Linked DNA regions of Arachis hypogaea: region 1 is linked to region 2. A link is a contact called in public Hi-C data. All regions are on one chromosome and are shown on one strand. The core of a region is the stretch at or near the end of the contact, and the rest is flanking DNA. Distances in the headings are between cores, read along the strand shown. Region 1 holds the start of LOC112797994 (glucan endo-1,3-beta-D-glucosidase-like). Region 2 has its middle 11 kb from the start of LOC112797991.

Region 1 (3,576 bases), core at 757-3,256, 48 kb before region 2:
GCTATTGGGAAATGAAAAGGTTGTTCATCATCTAACTGTGTTGTGTTTGCCATTATCTGCATCTGCATGCATGCAGTGACTTTGAATTCTAGTCTAAAATTTAGGCACCATAGCAGGAATATATATATAAGAGGGATATAACCCTGGAATGTGAATTAAGACTTGAGACTTTTAAGATCACTCTTTGCCTCTTCCTCTTCTTTAACACAGAAAAGATAACTTAGACCCATTTTAATTTAATTATACTATAATTACTCTTAAGTCAGCCTTTTGGATTTTCTATGTACTAATATCCTAATATTGTTAGTAATAATCACATCTGGGTAATTGGAGTATATTTACAAGAGTTTGGTGGCATCTTAAAAGTTGTTTTATTTTTTATAATTATTATTTTTTTTTTACCAAAGATAGGAGACTCGAACCCACAACCTCTTAATTGAGTATGGAAAAATTATGCTATTTGAACTATTACTCATTGACATCTTAAAAATTATTTGATGAAAGGTTTTTGTTAACATGTATTTCATTTAATTTTTTACGAAAATAATAATTAAAAATTATTAAATAATTTTATATGTTTAGCTAAATTTTTATTTATTATTTTTATATGAAAGTAATTTTATATAAATAGTTACTTTCTAAAAGTATCTTACAAATTCCATATTATTATACTACTAAAATATGCTTTTAGAATATGAAATAATTAATAAATTCTTAGTCAAATTTAAACTGTCAAAAATATCTTTTTCTTTTTTAATTTTTATAAAAAGCCTCATTTTTTTTGTTAAAACTAACTAAACAGATAACTTATTTGATCACATAATTTGGTGCATTTTAATATAATTATCATACTATTGTTACAGATTATACAAGTGTTGTTAAAATTAAAGTTTTTTTTAAATATTTTAGTAATTTTTTTAAAGAACGTTTTTTAAAAAGTGTTCTTTAACAATAAAAAAATATTATTTTAATTTAAAGAACACTTTTTAAAATACCATATTCATGCAGTAACCATAACATAATCATACTAACATTATTCTTATAATTTATATTCTCTATCTTAATTATATGTGAAAATTATATGTATATGTAAAATTATATAATATTACTATAAATTAAAAGTATAAAATTCATAATATATTATTAATATAAATAATAAGTAATATATATAATTGAGTCAATTTACGAGCTAACGAACTCAGTTTAGCTAAGTTTAATCTCGACTCATTTAATATATGAACTCAAATTTAGAATTAAGTTTATCTCACAAACTCATGAGTTCAATGTATTTAGATGTTAACAAATTGAATTTAAACTAAATCACGAATCGGCTTGATTCTTTTTGAGCTTACATAAGATAACTTTATGTTAATAATTATCATTTAAGAATATCTTAAAAAATTTATATTATTATACTACTAAAATATGTTTTTAGAATATAAAATAATTAAATTCTTACTGAAATTTAAAGTACTTATGATGCCATGAATATCTTATACCTTTTATAAGCCCATTTTTAAAAAAATAAAATAAAATAAATATATGAAATTTTATAAGAATATTTTTTAATTTTTTTAATTACTAAATTGAATCCAATATGCATCTATATTAAATAAAATATGTTGTTGGATTATTAGACTAAAAAAATTATATTATAGGAATTGAATTTATAACTAAATAATAATACAAATATTAAAATAACAAATTCTAATGGCTTCTAACCTTTCTTATTTATTAATTTTTTGAGACATTCGAAAATCATTATAAAAATATTTGACTAATCTAACTCGAGAAGTCTAATAAAAAAAAGCAAAAGTAGAGTTTAGAATTTGGAGTTGTCTCAACAAACTCTTAATTTTTCTTTCAAAACTCAACTAAAACTTGAGATACACTCCACCATTTATAGTATTCCAATAGAATAGTATCTCTTAACTTCCATTATCAAAGAAACTATAAAACCATTTCAAATGGCATTACCATTGTCACAGCATCATAAGCGGCAACAATGTCTCTGCAACACCCACATAATGCAGCTTCCTTCCTCTTCCCTCAAACTCATTCCACAGTCCTCCCTGATCCTTCCACCTTCTTCTCCTCAAACCTTACCTCTTCTCCATTGCCTACAAACTCTTTCTTCCAAAACTTTGCTCTCAAAAATGGCGACCAACCTGAATACATCCACCCTTACCTCATCAAATCATCATCCTCTTCTCTTTCTATCTCCTTCCCATCTCGCTTCTTCACCTCAGCTTTCATATACCAAGTCTTCATTGCTGATCTCACCATATCTACCTCTGAACATCACAATAATAACAACAATAACAAGCATGTTATCTCTTCCTACAGTGATCTCAGTGTAACTTTGGATATTCCTTCTAACAATCTTAGATTCTTTCTTGTCAGGGGAAGCCCTTATGTCACTGTTTCTATAACTCATCATAAACTGCTTTCCATAAAAACCATCCATGCCATACTTTCGTTTTCTTCCAATGATTCTCTTACTAAGTATACCATTAAGCTTAACAATGGCCAAACCTGGCTTATATACGCATCTTCGCCAATCAAATTTAGTCACACCCTCTCTCAGATTATTTCTGATGAGTTTTCTGGTGTAATTCGGATAGCAGTGTTGCCTGATGATTCAAGTTCTAATAAGTATGAGGAAATTCTTGACAGGTTCAGTTCTTGTTATCCGGTGTCTGGTGATGTTGCACTTAACACGGATTCATCTAGTGTTGAATATAATTGGGAGAAGAAAGGTGATGGTGATTTGTTAATGTTAGCACACCCTCTTCATCTTCTACTTTTGTCTAAGAGTGATGATGATTCTCACAATAATGTTACCATTCTTGATGATTTCAAGTATAGAAGCATTGATGGGGACCTTGTTGGTGTTATTGGAGATTCATGGTTATTGAAAACTGATCCTGTTTCTGTGAATTGGCATTCAAACAGAGGTGTCAAAGAAGAATCCTATGATGAAATCAAATCAGCTCTTTCTAAAGATGTTGAGGATCTAGATTCTTCTGCAATAACAACAACTTCATCTTACTTTTATGGGAAATTGATAGCAAGGGCAGCAAGGTTGGCTTTGATAGCTGAAGAAGTTGATTTTCTTGATGTGATTCCTGTGGTTAAGAAGTTCTTGAATGAAACCATTACTCCATGGCTAGATGGAACTTTCAATGGGAATGGATTTCTATATGATGAGAAATGGGGTGGAATTATTACCAAACAAGGTTCTACTGATTCAGGTGCTGATTTTGGTTTTGGAGTTTACAATGATCACCATTATCATTTGGGATACTTTCTCTATGGAATTGGAGTGCTTGCAAAGATTAATCCAAAATGGGGTAAGAAGTACAAGCCACAAGCCTATTCACTTATGTCAGATTTTATGAACTTAGGAGGAGGAAAAACAGAACATTATCATTCAACTTTGAATCATCATTATCATTACACACGTCTAAGGTGTTTTGATCTTTACAAATTGCATTCTTGGGCCGGAGGACTAACCGAATTCGCGGACGGAAGGAATCAAGAGAGCACAAGTGAAGCTATAAACGCATACTATTC
Region 2 (3,826 bases), core at 1,043-3,542:
ACCCAAATTTATTCTAACTAATTTGATTTAATGTTTGTAGCTTTTAACTAATAAGATCATAAATTTTTAATAGTGTGAATCATAAAATATTTGGATATAGAAATCCTCAAAAGTGAATTGAAGGTAGTTGTTGTAAAGTGAGAAACTGATAAATAATTACCATTCAATATTATTTTGGTTTTGGACTTATACAAAATGACAAGTATTAATATAATTAGTTTCTTATCTTTTCAGTTTTCACTTTATAACAACCTTCACTCTGTTTCAGGTTTAACTAAAAATGACTACTAATGTCAAAATCTTCAATTTCATAATGCATCAAAAGTAAAAAATAATTTTTGATGCAATAGATCAGAAAAGGACTTAGCATAATTAGCATATATATAATTGTTTCTTCCAAAAAGTATAGTCCAAATTAAAACACACCACACATCTTTTGTGCTTCTCATCATAAACATTGAACAACTTAATATATACAAAACAAAATAGTAGTACCGAGAATAATAATTCTTAGACAGAATCAGATCCTTTCACACATCACTAAGGTAACAGTAAAAAAGGGAAAAACACATAAAAGTAGATCATAGATTATATGATGTTCCCTCTCCTTATTAGAACTTTTTTTTGCTATGGGGCCAGGATTTGAGAGAACCCAAAAGCAAGAGACATTCATAACAGAAAAAAGAAACATTCATATTATTATAAATTGTTCTCTTTGGACAATGGGGTTATGAGATCCAATCAAAACATGTTCTATTGGTAGTGTGGACTTTTGATATATACCATAAATATATGAGGGGTGCAATTCACATTATTGTTACAACTTTAATTTGATTTTATTTTGATCACATAATATAATTTATACTTTATAGGATGAGTAGTCAAACTCTAAGTTATATATAATCCAAAAACATAGGACAAAACCTGAAAAAGAATTGCATGTTTTACTGAAAATGTTTTTGTTTCATATCATTCCTGTATCATATATGTTACCTCACATAATCAATATGAAGCAATAATCAATATATATAATCAAAGTATCCTTGTGTATGGAAATTATATTAATCAGGTTAGTTGAAATTCTTATATAATAAAAGAATTTTAGACAAAATAAAACATTATTTTTGCTTAAAGACATCAATACTTATTTATTTAAATAATTTCACAATTATTTTTTTTAAGTAATAACTGTTTTGGTTTAATAGTAAGGGATTTGAGTAATATTGTAAAAAATAAGTTGTTTCGATCTACTTTTTCATTAGTCATGAACATATATGTATATACATCTTTTAATATGAAATTATATCAAATTTTTTCTATTTTAAACGACATAATTTACTATCTTAATAAATTAGAATGCATCATTTTCTATCATAATAATAAATATACACGAGAGTACTCTTTGAGTATTGTATCTATGTTTAATTATAAAAATATTATATCAATAATTATCCATTAATATCCCCTCAAGGTAGAGCATGCAAGTCTTCAATGTCCATTTTGATCAATATTGTCTTAAACTTTTTGGCATCAAGAATTTTAGTAAAAAGGTCGGCCAATTGAATTGTGAGTGGGAACATAAGATGAAAAGAGGTTGGTGCACGATCTCATCCCGAATAAGATGACAGTTTATTTCAATATGCTTCCTGCGCGTTCATAAAATACATGATTTTTCTTGACGGTCGCAATAGAGACGAGTATTTTTCTTGACTGTCACAATAGAGACAAATGGAGACATGATGAGGGACGTATGAAGATGACAATATATTTTTAATGCACTTCAATTCTTTTGTTGTCCGAGTCATTCAACGACGTGCAGCCTTAATCGAGGAAGTAGACACTGTCTATTATTTCTGAATTTTCAAAAATATTGGTAAGTTAACAAGTTGGATGAATCAGTCTATGATTAATTTGCGAGTGAATGGACAACTAATCCAATTAGAGTCACGAAATGCGACGGCAAAACGCCGAAGAGGAAGTTCGGAAGGTTCTAAAATCCTATTTAGGACGAAATCGAACATGATGAAAAACTCATAATCGGGCGTTGACAACGACGTCTCAGATCGTTTATGTCATCAATGATCTTCCACGACAGACAGAGGAACATAATCTGATCGAGAATAAAAGGGTTTCAACAGCGAAATCGACGAACATAATCGGTCGTCTTCCGCAAGAAAATCTCTCAGAAAATCTCTCCAAAAGGTCGGAACCAGATGGTCGCAAACATTACAGGCGGAGAAGAGAGTGTTTAACTGGAGGTTATGTTTGAGTCCATTGGTTAGGACAAAATCGAACCAGCACTTGATCCATAACCATAGAGGAATAGTTCAAGAAACTGGTGCATCCGTGGGAGGTGGGGCCAGGAAATTAGATTTATCTCGACGGCGTAGTTTAGCTGCAGTCGATCTAAGAAGCTTGTGGATTTCGGAAGAGTGGCTCACAACCATTGATTTCTTTTAGGACTCGCTAGCTAGAAAATAAATTATTTCAACTTGTTTTTTTATTAGTAATATATATATATATATATATATATATATATATATGATATAAAATTATATCAATTTTTTTGTTTTAAAAGACATATTTTATGATCCTAATAAATTAAAATGTATTTTTTTAGTAATAAATATACACAAGAGTACTTTTTAAGTACTGTGTCTATACTTAATTATAGAAATATTATATAAATAGTCATGTAAAAAAAAACCAAAAAAGAAGAAATAATACAATTGAATAAATTTCAGTAGAGCAATGCTAGGGGTCAGCAATTTTTGTGATTGTTAGTTATCAATTAGCCATCAATGATGATTTGATGGTGTGAGATTGGTATGAAATTTCATCCAATGACTCACCTTTCTCTACTAGTTACATGCTGGCCAAAATTCAATAAAACTGTTGGCCCTAGATTTTTCCATTTCAGTAAGTAGTTTTCTGTTGTAATAAATACATCGAGTTTACTATTTTTCTTCCCAATTAATAACGGGCAATCTTGATTCTAACCATTTATATTCATATTTATTTATTTTTGAGGGTCAACCAATCACTTTTTGTTTTTGTCATAAACCAATTACCTTTTATTAAGAGTCTTATTTTATGAGACTATTATTTATTTAGAGGTATCAGCTTAAGCCCAACTACAAATTGGACTAAGTACGTTTTCATCCAAATTATTAGCTGGAGTTATTACCAAAAATAATTATTAGCTGTAGTTTAAAAATAAACTATATTTCGAGACAAAAAAAAATTATATTTGTAATTGAGACTTAATTTGAGAGTTGTCCAATTTATTTGATAAAAAAAAATTTATACTTATGCTGTAAGATTCATTTTGAATCGAAGATGGATCATCAGAAATATTTAACAAATAAATTTCACTAATTTATATGTGTAAACTCTAAAAAAATATAAGTGAAAATTATATTGATTTATGTGTATAAAATTCTAATAAATATATGTAAATTATATTTTTTTTTTGTGTAAAACATCTATAAATATAGATATAAATTATTATTAATCAAGTACTGACAAAAATAATAACATTTGTTAGTTATGTTGGATTGTTCGATGGATCAATCTAAAATCTTAACATCAATCTAACACCTCAAAAATGAATTTGTCCTTTAGATAGTTGCAATCTCATTATAAACAACTAGAGTGTAGAATAGTGTAAGAGAAACTAGACTAATTTAATTAAGTCATGTATCTGCTATGATGTATATCACCATTATCTTTGAGCTTCATTTTAAACTTGATCGTACTATTGGAATTCTAGCTTCTTCGGTATTCTCCTACAAGACCAAGTTGGTGGACTTCAAATCTTTTATGA

The links. Hi-C and Micro-C count contacts between places; a contact is called where the count stands out from the background.
Region 1: a contact with region 2 is called in a Hi-C map of leaf, with 2.0 times the contacts expected there. The contact joins the promoter of LOC112797994 here to the enhancer-like site in region 2. A contact is called at or near these places in 2 of 8 Hi-C or Micro-C datasets (both in leaf).

What each region holds. Positions count from the first base shown.
Region 1 is chr4:125,700,981-125,704,556 of arahy.Tifrunner.gnm2.J5K5, reverse strand. LOC112797994 (glucan endo-1,3-beta-D-glucosidase-like) reads left to right here and starts at 2,006. Exons shown (of 1, transcript XM_025841132.2): 1 at 2,006-3,576. The coding sequence starts at 2,006. LOC112795420 (glucan endo-1,3-beta-D-glucosidase-like) reads right to left here and starts at 53. Exons shown (of 3, transcript XM_025837351.1): 1 at 1-53. The coding sequence starts at 53.
Region 2 is chr4:125,653,212-125,657,037 of arahy.Tifrunner.gnm2.J5K5, reverse strand. No RefSeq gene overlaps it. Among protein-coding and RNA genes, the nearest start is that of LOC112797991, 11 kb to the right of the region's middle. Within about 2 kb of position 2,292, at least 1 of the 3 cell types and tissues checked has open chromatin away from gene starts, as enhancers often do.